Regions from separate parts of the Mus musculus genome. Here region 1 is linked to region 2. Evidence: chromatin contacts called from public promoter capture Hi-C data. All regions are on one chromosome and are shown on one strand. Each heading gives the region's core, a stretch centred on a gene start, on an enhancer-like site or on the middle of the called end of the contact. The rest is flanking DNA. Distances are from core to core; before and after follow the strand shown.

What was found. Promoter capture Hi-C pulls out the DNA fragments that hold promoters and counts their contacts.
Region 1: a contact with region 2 is called in a promoter capture Hi-C map of erythroid cells, with 24 times the contacts expected there. The contact joins the promoter of Magee1 here to the promoter of Pbdc1 in region 2. A contact is called at or near these places in 11 of 39 promoter capture datasets (the 3T3-L1 cell line, cranial neural crest, embryonic stem cells and 7 more), 5 of 484 Hi-C or Micro-C datasets (cerebral cortex, embryonic stem cells, forebrain and 2 more), 7 of 115 datasets of contacts at active chromatin or transcription factors (CD8 T cells, effector CD8 T cells, embryonic stem cells and 2 more) and 4 of 9 other capture datasets (adipose tissue, embryonic tail, liver and 1 more).

Annotation. Positions count from the first base shown.
Region 1 is chrX:105,117,625-105,122,408 of GRCm38.p6, reverse strand. Magee1 (melanoma antigen, family E, 1) reads right to left here and starts at 2,031. Exons shown (of 1, transcript NM_053201.4): 1 at 1-2,031. The coding sequence starts at 1,798.
Region 2 is chrX:105,076,941-105,081,354 of GRCm38.p6, reverse strand. Pbdc1 (polysaccharide biosynthesis domain containing 1) reads right to left here and starts at 1,599. Exons shown (of 6, transcript NM_026312.5): 1 at 1,512-1,599; 2 at 1,336-1,401. The coding sequence starts at 1,541.

The DNA of each region.
Region 1 (4,784 bases), core at 782-3,281, 41 kb before region 2:
ACTCTACAGACAGAAGTCTCTTCACGTTCCCAAAAACAGAAAGCCTTCTTTCACGCTGCACTCCGAATCTCCAGAGCATCTCCCAGATATCAGCTTCTCTCGCTTGGTTGCCATTTAGTAATATGTGTCCCAGAATCATCATCAAGAGGCCCATCTTTGGCCCATTTGGGACGTCTTCTAACCCTTCAAAGGGCACTGGTCCCAGTTTGTTGAGCAGGATGTAGATGTGCTCCTCAGTGTCGAGCTCCTTCAGTTCAAACCGAAAAATGCACTCCAGGTGGACTGCTGCTCGTCTGAGGATCTCCGGGAACTGGTGGCGATAGTCTTTGTCAATGAATTCCCTCATATCAGATTCCTTGATAGGGTACTTGGTCTGATCCTTCAGCAGCAGAAACTGCAACAATTCTGCTACGTTTTGCTCCATGGGATCCTGAGGCTTCAAGGTAAGAGCAACGCGGGAGGTGCCCAGGCCCATAATGGTGATGGAGTTGGAATTCTTACTGTCTCTCAGGACCTGGAAATCCAGGAAGCGGTCTTCACGCTTTGGGCGTACAGATGGATCCTTGGCCTTTTGCAGAGCACGGGAGGTGCTCTTGTTCCTGCGCTCAGAAGCACAGCAGCTCAGTGCTTCCTCGGGGTTATTAGCTTCAGTGGGCATCCCAGAAGCGCTAGGGCCCTCGGCAGCTAGGGACATCTGCGAGGTGCTCGACCCCTCCCCCAGGCAGTGCAGCTCCGAGGTGCTCCGGCCCTCCCCGCAGGGAAGCAGCTCACAGGATCCCTCCGCAGCGCATGGCGCCAGCGAGCTGCAGAAGCCCTCAGCAGAAATGGATGACAGGGACGAGCTCAGGCCCTCGGCTGAGGTGCTCGGGCTCTCACAAGCAGCTGATGGCACCGAGGTGCGCAGTCCCTTTTTGGAGGTGGGCGGCACGTTGACGTTACATCCCTCCATTATGATGGGCGACACCCAGGAGCTCTGGATCTCACCGGAGGGGGGCGACATGGAGGCGAACAGTCCCTCAGCGGAGGGGGGCGGCGCAAAGATGTCGGGTTCCTCCAAAGCGGAGAACAGCATAGAGATGCTCAGGCCCTCACCGAAGGTGGGCGGCAGGTTGATGCCCAGTCCATTAGAGTCAGTGGGCGGCACCGAAGTGCTTGGGTCCTCACTAACGGAGTAGGGCTCGTTGATACCCGGTCCCTCCGAGATGTTGGGCGACATAAAGATGCTCAAGCCCTCATCAGAAATGCCCGATTCCTCAGAGAAGGTGGGCGGCACCGAGATTCCCGGGCCCTCACCCAGGGTGGGCTCCATGTTAGGGCCCCCATCAGAGTGACGCTGCTCAGAGATGGCCAGCCCTTCTGAGACAGGGAGATGCTCATAGGCCTTTGAGCCTTTAGGAGCAGTGGGCGGCACAGGGCTATTCGGGCCCTCCGAGGCGGTGATTGACATAGCGGTGTTCAGCCCTGCGGAAACTGCAGGAGGCCGGGAGGCGCCCCGACCCTTCCTGGAGGTGGGCATCTCGGAGGTGTTCGGCCCCTGGGAAATGATGAACTGCCTAGGGGCGCTTGAGCCCTCTGAGGCGGTGGGCGGCACAGAGGCGCTTGGGCCCTCCCGGGGGGTGGGCAGCATGGAGGTGCCAGGGCCCTCAGAGGCGCGGAGGCCCTGGAGGATCTTAGGATCGTTGCGATCCCGAGGGACGTCTGGGCCTGGCACAGCAGCAGGGTGACCCTTCCCGTTGTTTCTGCGCGCATTGGCCCTTCCACCGCGGCGGCGGCGCGAATTCTGGCTTACCAGCGACATGGTCCTGTCGACCGACGTGTGGAAGCTGACACTGACAGGCCCGCGATCTCACAGACGAGGGGGAGAGGTATGTAGGCGCCTCTGCACGGAACTGCCGCTAGAGCAGGAATGCTGCTGCTGCCAGGCCCGAGCAAGTCGCAGGAGCAGAAATTAGAGGTGGTGGGCAAGAACGAAGGTTCTAGCCGACTGTGAACGCTAGTCTCAGAATGCTCGCCTCTCACACCCCGCCTTCTGCCGCAGTCCGCGCAGGCGCAGTTGGGCTCTGCGACAAGGCGACCCCGCCCAACCCAGCCTCTCCCGTGGGTTTGCGAAAGTGGACCTGGTGATTCTGCACCAAAACTGCGCAATGGCAGGAGGGAGGCTTTGATAGGAGACAAGGAGCTTGGAGCAGATGGGTAAATGGAGGTAATACTAGCTATTTCTCAAGAGTCAGGGTACCTACTAGAAGGTTTCTACCCAAGTGTCAGGTACTTGATAGATTTTCAAAATTGCATCCTAAGGATGCATTGGGGAAAATGTGCGTGGCGCATGGAAGGGTGCAGCTTTCATCCCCTCCCTTGTCTCCTCTGTCATTTTCTCTATCGAAACCTCTAATACCTCTCAAATTACTGCCCCTTCTCCAAAGGGCTGGGATTTAGTTCTACTTAGGAAACCTGTAGCTAGCTAGAAATTTTCACTGCACAGTCCCAACCCTTACCAATGTAGAAAAATGTAATCTCTTTTGTGGAGTCCTTCAATAGTGCTATTCCAACCACACCCAAAATTAATTATCCTAGGACAGTTAGTTAGCACCATGGGGTCTGTTAGAAAAACTCACTGTCAGGTTTTGAAAACTGCAATTAGCATGGTTTATGGAGGCAAGTCTCTGGGAAGGTTTCTATTAGTTACTAAAGAGCTACTGGAATATGAGCCAGCTAAAGCACAGGAAGCTGTCCAGAATTAGAAGGATAATGGATAGAAGGAAACATTTGGTTTCCTTATAGGGCCTCATGGTTACCTATGCTGCCAGTATTCTGCATGTTTCTGTGAAGTTAATCTTGTGTAGCTTTGTGCAGTACCAACTGGTTTTAACAGAATCAATCATATGGTGTCATATTCCAACAATATTTTATGTTATCCACATTGCATTCAGCACATGGGTCCACAAAATCGACTATGGGCCTATTACAGCATTACCTAAATATGTGCATATGATTAGCCTCTGAATCTTGGCTAATGTCTATGGTTAGGAGAACAGGCTCATTTTCATAAGTGAAACTTGTGGAGGAGCTTTCCCAAAGATTCTGCTACAGTCTATTAAAATCAAGCTGGTGAGAAGCAAGCCCAGAATGCAGTTAAAAATGCCATGCTATATTCTGCTGCAGCAGAAGACACGTGTACATTTGGGGAGTTGAGTGTTCCTTCTTGTTCACATTAGTGTGCATGAGAGTTCATGTTTCCTAATGACTGTCAAGCACACACAAAGAAGGGGCTCTTCCATGTGCCTGCACTAGAATTAAAAGAGATCACAATTTAAATAAAGTTGTTAATTTAATAGCTGCACACAAAATTATACCATGTACAATAGAACAGTCACATATGGAACACTCAGGGGTGGTCACATTATTTAAAAAATAAACACTAACTATCATACATTTGGCTTATTTCTGTTCCTTCTTATCATGACATAGCTATGTTTCAGTGAAGGACCACCTGCTCTATCATAACCACTGACAAGGAAACTCTTCTAGAGAGCTCATTTGTATAATTAAAAACAGCCTTTAGGATTCCTCCCTGGAGGTATAGCAGCACCAGCACACCAATGTATTTCTTCCCAAGTCAGCTTGAACACTATTATTCTCATTGCTGTATGTGAGGTGTGTGCTGAGAAACAGCAAATATTACTTGGCGAAGGCTGGACCAGGAAAGTAGAATTGTAATCCACAGCTTTTAGAAACCTCTTTAGAAAATCTACAATAAACCTCCCTGGAGCAAAACCAGATACACTCACCTGTAGCAAACCAGATCCTGTGAGATGTCATTTTGCTAGCATTGGTAATGACCTAGGAAGCTAAAGAATAACTTCTGTAACAACCAGCTCCAAATGTCCAGGACTTGATTAATAATTAACAACTTCCATAATTTTTGTGTATTCTTCTAACTTAGATCCAACAAGAGACAGTCAAATGGCCAACTCTGAGAAATGACACAGGATGCCTGCCCCATTTCTAGTTAGCTGCTCTGCAGCTTCCCCAAGTGCCAATCTGTACATACCAGAATGTACAGCTACCAACCTGTTCGTGTCAATCTGTACATACCATACTTTCCCACTCATTTTCTCACTCCTCTATCTGCCATTGAGTTTCTGCTGAAACCAAAATAACAATGGTTGTCTCCTTGCTACAGTAAGCCCTGAATACTGCACACTGATCTTTATTGCTTCCACTATGTATTATTTTAGGATCACTCAAAAACACTCATATTGGAACTGGGATGTGGCTCAGTGGTAGAACACTTGCCTAGTGTAAGTGAAGCCCTTAGTTTGATCTTTTCCACCACCACAGGAAAGCAACAATGATCAGAAATACCCTTTAAGTACCTGCCAAAGTGTTATTGCTATTAAGATTTAGTGGGCCTAACAAATAGCTATAAGTTGACCATTTAGATAGAAAATCACCTATCCTAACACCAGAGAGCTGTTAAGAGTTCTCCATAGAATCTAATATGTTTTTCTAGTAAGAGCCATCTTTGTGGTAACATTTAAGAGCTTTGATTATTTAATATGGCAGCCAGCTTTTCAATGGTTGAAAGTCAGTTTCGATTGAATATTATATAAAACTTACAGTTGGTACTGTGAGAAGTTAGGCTTTGGAAGAACATTTAAGCTGGGTATGTGCAGTGTTTTATCTATTCATATTGTCAGTCATGGTCGAATCCATAATCAAGTACCTCTAGCCACTTAAATACTTTTTGGTATCTATAAATGGGACTTATGGGGGAGAGGGGA
Region 2 (4,414 bases), core at 350-2,849:
ACATCAGTTCAGAAATCTCAGTCCTGCAAAGGATAAGAAATTAAGACATCTTGCTAAATCTCAAGAAGTCTACAGAAAATGTTGCTGTCAGGGATAAAAACTGAATAAGTGGATTTGGCGATATAAATCTTTCGTCCCAACGGTGACCAAAAGAAACTGTCAATACAGAATAACAAAAACAATGAACTGCTGGGCAGTGGTGGCGCACACCTTTAATCCCAGCACTTGGGAGGCAGAGGCAGGCAGATTTCTGAGTTCGAGGCCAGCCTGATCTACAGAGTGAGTTCCAGGAGAGCCAGGGCTACACGGAGAAACCCTGTCTTGAATAAACCAAAAACAAACAAAAAAAAACCCAATGAACTACTGGACATCTTTTTCTCCAGCATCAAGTGATAACTATTATACTAAATGAAATAAAAATACAATTTATCATTACATATGTAATATATATTGTATTATATAAAAAATTAAACGTAACTTACATTAATATACCCACTTACATACATCAGAGTTGTTGGGAGGACAAAAATACATGTGAAACTATTTTTCACTTTCCTGAGTGTAGCAATGCTATAGTCATCATTTGTCTTTATCAGATAGCCAATTTTCCATTCTGTAAAACTCCAGAACAAATGATGTAGCTAAATTATATATAAGCATATCTGAACAAGTACCCACTGGACTTTCCTTTTTCATCCTGCCTGCTGTCCCCTTCATGATGCCAGAAAAATCCATCTACACATGCACCTCCCACCTTAGACCAAGACATTTTCCTACCTTTGAATCTATATTTTCTGTCCACTTATACTTTGAGGATCCAGTTCCAGTGACATTTCCCAGATGTAATCTACTGCCTCCATCCTTAAAAATCTCTCCTGCTAAGCCCTTTCCATCCTATTGCTTGAACCACTCATCTAGTACACATTACATCCTGACTGCTATCTCTGTCGTCTTTTTCTTCCCTTATCTCCCGACATTTGTACAGAGGTCCAAATGACACACACCACAAACCGGTGCCACTTTACCGCGCAGTGCAATCATTCATTTTAAAGGTTCTCTAAAAACTACTATGTTTTAGCTCTTCTTCCCCCAGACATTATGACTTGATCTGCTGTGGGCTGTAATCTGGTTGTGCCTCTGGTGCTGTGGCTTCCCAGGTGGTTTCTAAATCATAGAAAGTTAGCGACTCACTTTCACGTGGTCTAAAGTACTACAATTACACTGACTTGAAGGTACTATTTTCGGCTGAGGTGGGAAAGTCTGAAGATATCAAACAGTAAAGGAGCTTATAATTTAAAGCTGGGTGGGCGGGAAGTTGAGGTGAGTCATACTCACGTCGTTGCCATATGACTCCGGAGGGTGAGAGAGCGCATGGGCGATGGACAACGCTTCCCCAGAGACCTGAGGAGAAAAAAAAAAGCGGAGCTGAATGAGCGATTCTTTGACTCCTTGGGCCGCTCACCACCCCATCTCCACTTAGGTATTTAACCAACTCCAGAGTAGTATCTCACCGGCTCTTCGCTTTCGCCGGCAGCATCCATGTCGCCGCTAGGTAAGTGCGGCTTTCTCGTCCCGGAAGTGACCTGTTGCGCGCGCTGCTTTCACAGTTAACTGAAAGCAATAGGGCGGAAACAGAGACCAGTTTCTCCGTCTGCGCCTGCGTGCGCCCTCCCTCTGCAGAGGAAGCGGTGGCTCCGCCTTATCCGGGCCACGCAGGCGCCAGCGAACGCGTGTTGTTACCTAGCAACACTGTTCCTCTAGCCTAGGTGATAGAATATTCAATAAATCAATGGGGAAAATAAGTTATATGAAAAAAAAAACATTTTTAAACGATGCTGTTATTAAATCCCTTGTGTGCCGTGTTTCCAGTTCACGCGCGCGCAAACACACACACACACACATACGCCCGCCTTAACCACTTACAAGCAAGGTTCTAGAAGCAGGACGGTGGAATTCTGGGATGAAGAAGAAGAATTTGCTACCTGTTTTGGAAGAACTAGCAGAGTGAGGTAACAACGAGGTGTGCTTCATTATACACTGTGGGAGCATACCTGAGCTGAGTCATGATGGGTGCTTAACCAAGCAGGTCAGAAAGACTCAAGACAGAGGGAACGTGCATGGGCAGAGGTATTAGTGAAAAGGCATTAGAATATCTTGCAAAGAACAATCTAGCTGGAACAGATTGCAGTCAAGAGCTTTGTACGGTGAATTTTAATGAGATGAGAATTAAAAAAAAAAAAAAAAAAAAACCACAAGTCAAGGGGTTTTTGTTTTTGTTTTGGATTGGCATTTGTTTGTTTGAGACTTCTCCACTCTCATTTCCACAGAAGCTGTTCGAGTTTGGAATCTCACCAAAAGTGAACAAGAATTCCCATTCCCACATCCTCACCAAAATTTCTTATCAGTTGTTTTCTTGACCTTAATCTTTCTAAATTGGGGTAACATGAACCTCAGAGTTGTTTTAATTGGCATTTCCCTAATTGCTATAGATGCTAAAGTTTTAACGATAATCCTTAGCCAATTTTTCATCTCTTTTTTGGTTTGTTTTTGTTTTTTGCGTTTTTTTGTTTTTGTTTTTTGGGGTTTTTTGTTTGTTTGTTTTTTTGTTTGTTTTGTTTTGTTTTTCTGAGAATTCTCTATTCAGATCTGGAGCTGCCCCCTCCCTCCAGCCATTTTAAACTGGATCCTTGGCTTTCTGGAATCCTTTTTTTTTTTTTTTTTTTTTCCTTCCTATATTCTGGATAGTTTATCAGATGAGTAGCTGCCAAATATTCTCTCCCACTATGGGCTTCCTCTCTATTAGCTTATTGTTCCATTTTCTGTACACAAGTATTTTAGTTTTATGAGGTCTTCTTTGTTAATTGTTTGCCTTAATTCATAATTGAATGGAGTCCCGCTCAAAAGTCTCTTGCTACACCTATATGTTGTAGGGCTTCACCCATCTATTCTTATAGCAGTTCCAGCTTTACAGGTTTCACATTGATCTATTTGATCCATTTCAAGTTGATTCTAGTTCAGGGTAATGCATTCAGAATGCTGTAAAACTACATGCATTCATGTTTGGACTTCTATTTTGTTCTGTTGATTTCCTAGTCTGTTTTGGTGCCGTTACTGTAGTTTTTTATTATTATTATTATTGTAGTGCTGAAATCTTACCAAATTGTATAACTAAAACTATACTATTCCTTGACATCTATCCAAAGGGCACAGTGTCCTGTTTTACAGATACTTGCTCAGCCACATTCATCACTGCTCTGTTCATAACAGTTGGAAATTGGAAACAACCTAAATGCTTTCTCTCTCTGATTTGTGGATTCTAGATCTGAATCTTAAGAGGTGAGTGTAGAACCTGAAGTTAACACAGAAACCATGAAGGTTAAAGGAGAGAATGGGGAAGGGGTAAAATGAGCTATAAAGCAAGGTGAAGAGAACGAATTGGGCAATTAGAAAACTGAAGAGGCTTTATCTAGCAGGAGGGAGGGCAATCCAGATGAAAAGGGAGGGAAGGGGGATAAAGAGAACTAAAAGTCATTGAAAAAGCCACAGCCATTACAGAAACATTATTTTAGGTTTGCTTAAAATAAATATGTAATATAATTAATATATGTAAATGAAAATGTAATGAAGTTACAGCAAGTGTAGTGACAATGCTCCCTCCAATCCAGACTGCTTAACAAAAATCTCTGGTGTCAGATATTGGGACACTTCCCTTCAAGTTGTTGCTCAGGGGAGTTCAAGGGACTCCCCAAACAATAAAAAGATGTGGAAGGTTATAACTTGAAGACAAAATTAGAAGCAGACCAGCTTGAAGGGGGTAGATGATACAACACTGACAGTTGCAGAATGAATAATGCCCTCTAGAACAATTTGATATGGAGTATAAAGGAGAATTAGGGTCCTAGTGTGAACCACAGGCTTTCCAGCAAAACTGGGAGGAGGGTGCTGTTACTGACTTAGAAGACACAGGAGGAAAGCTGAGTGCCATTTGAGGAGCTTAGTTGGAATATCTTTTTTTTGTTTGTTTTTTTGTTTTTTTGAGACAGGGTTTGTCTGTACAGCCCTGTCTGTCCTGGAACTCACTTTGTAGACCAGGCTGGCCTTGAACTCGACAATTGGCCTGCCTCTGCCTCCCGAGTACTGGGATTAAAGGCGTGTGCCACCACGCCCGGCTGAGTTGGAATATTTTACTGGACTCATAGAATCGATATGGCAGAGAGAGACCTGAGCAGAGATATATATTTGATAGCAGGCACTGTGTAATTGTGCTTTGCATGAGGAAAATGGTAAGACTGTAAAGGCTCAAAAAGACACAAGCCAAGGACATCATCAACTATGAAGAGGCAGGAAAACAGACTAAATATTAAAAGAGTTGTAACTGAGATAACAGCAAAGGATAAAGAGAGTTTCACAAAAG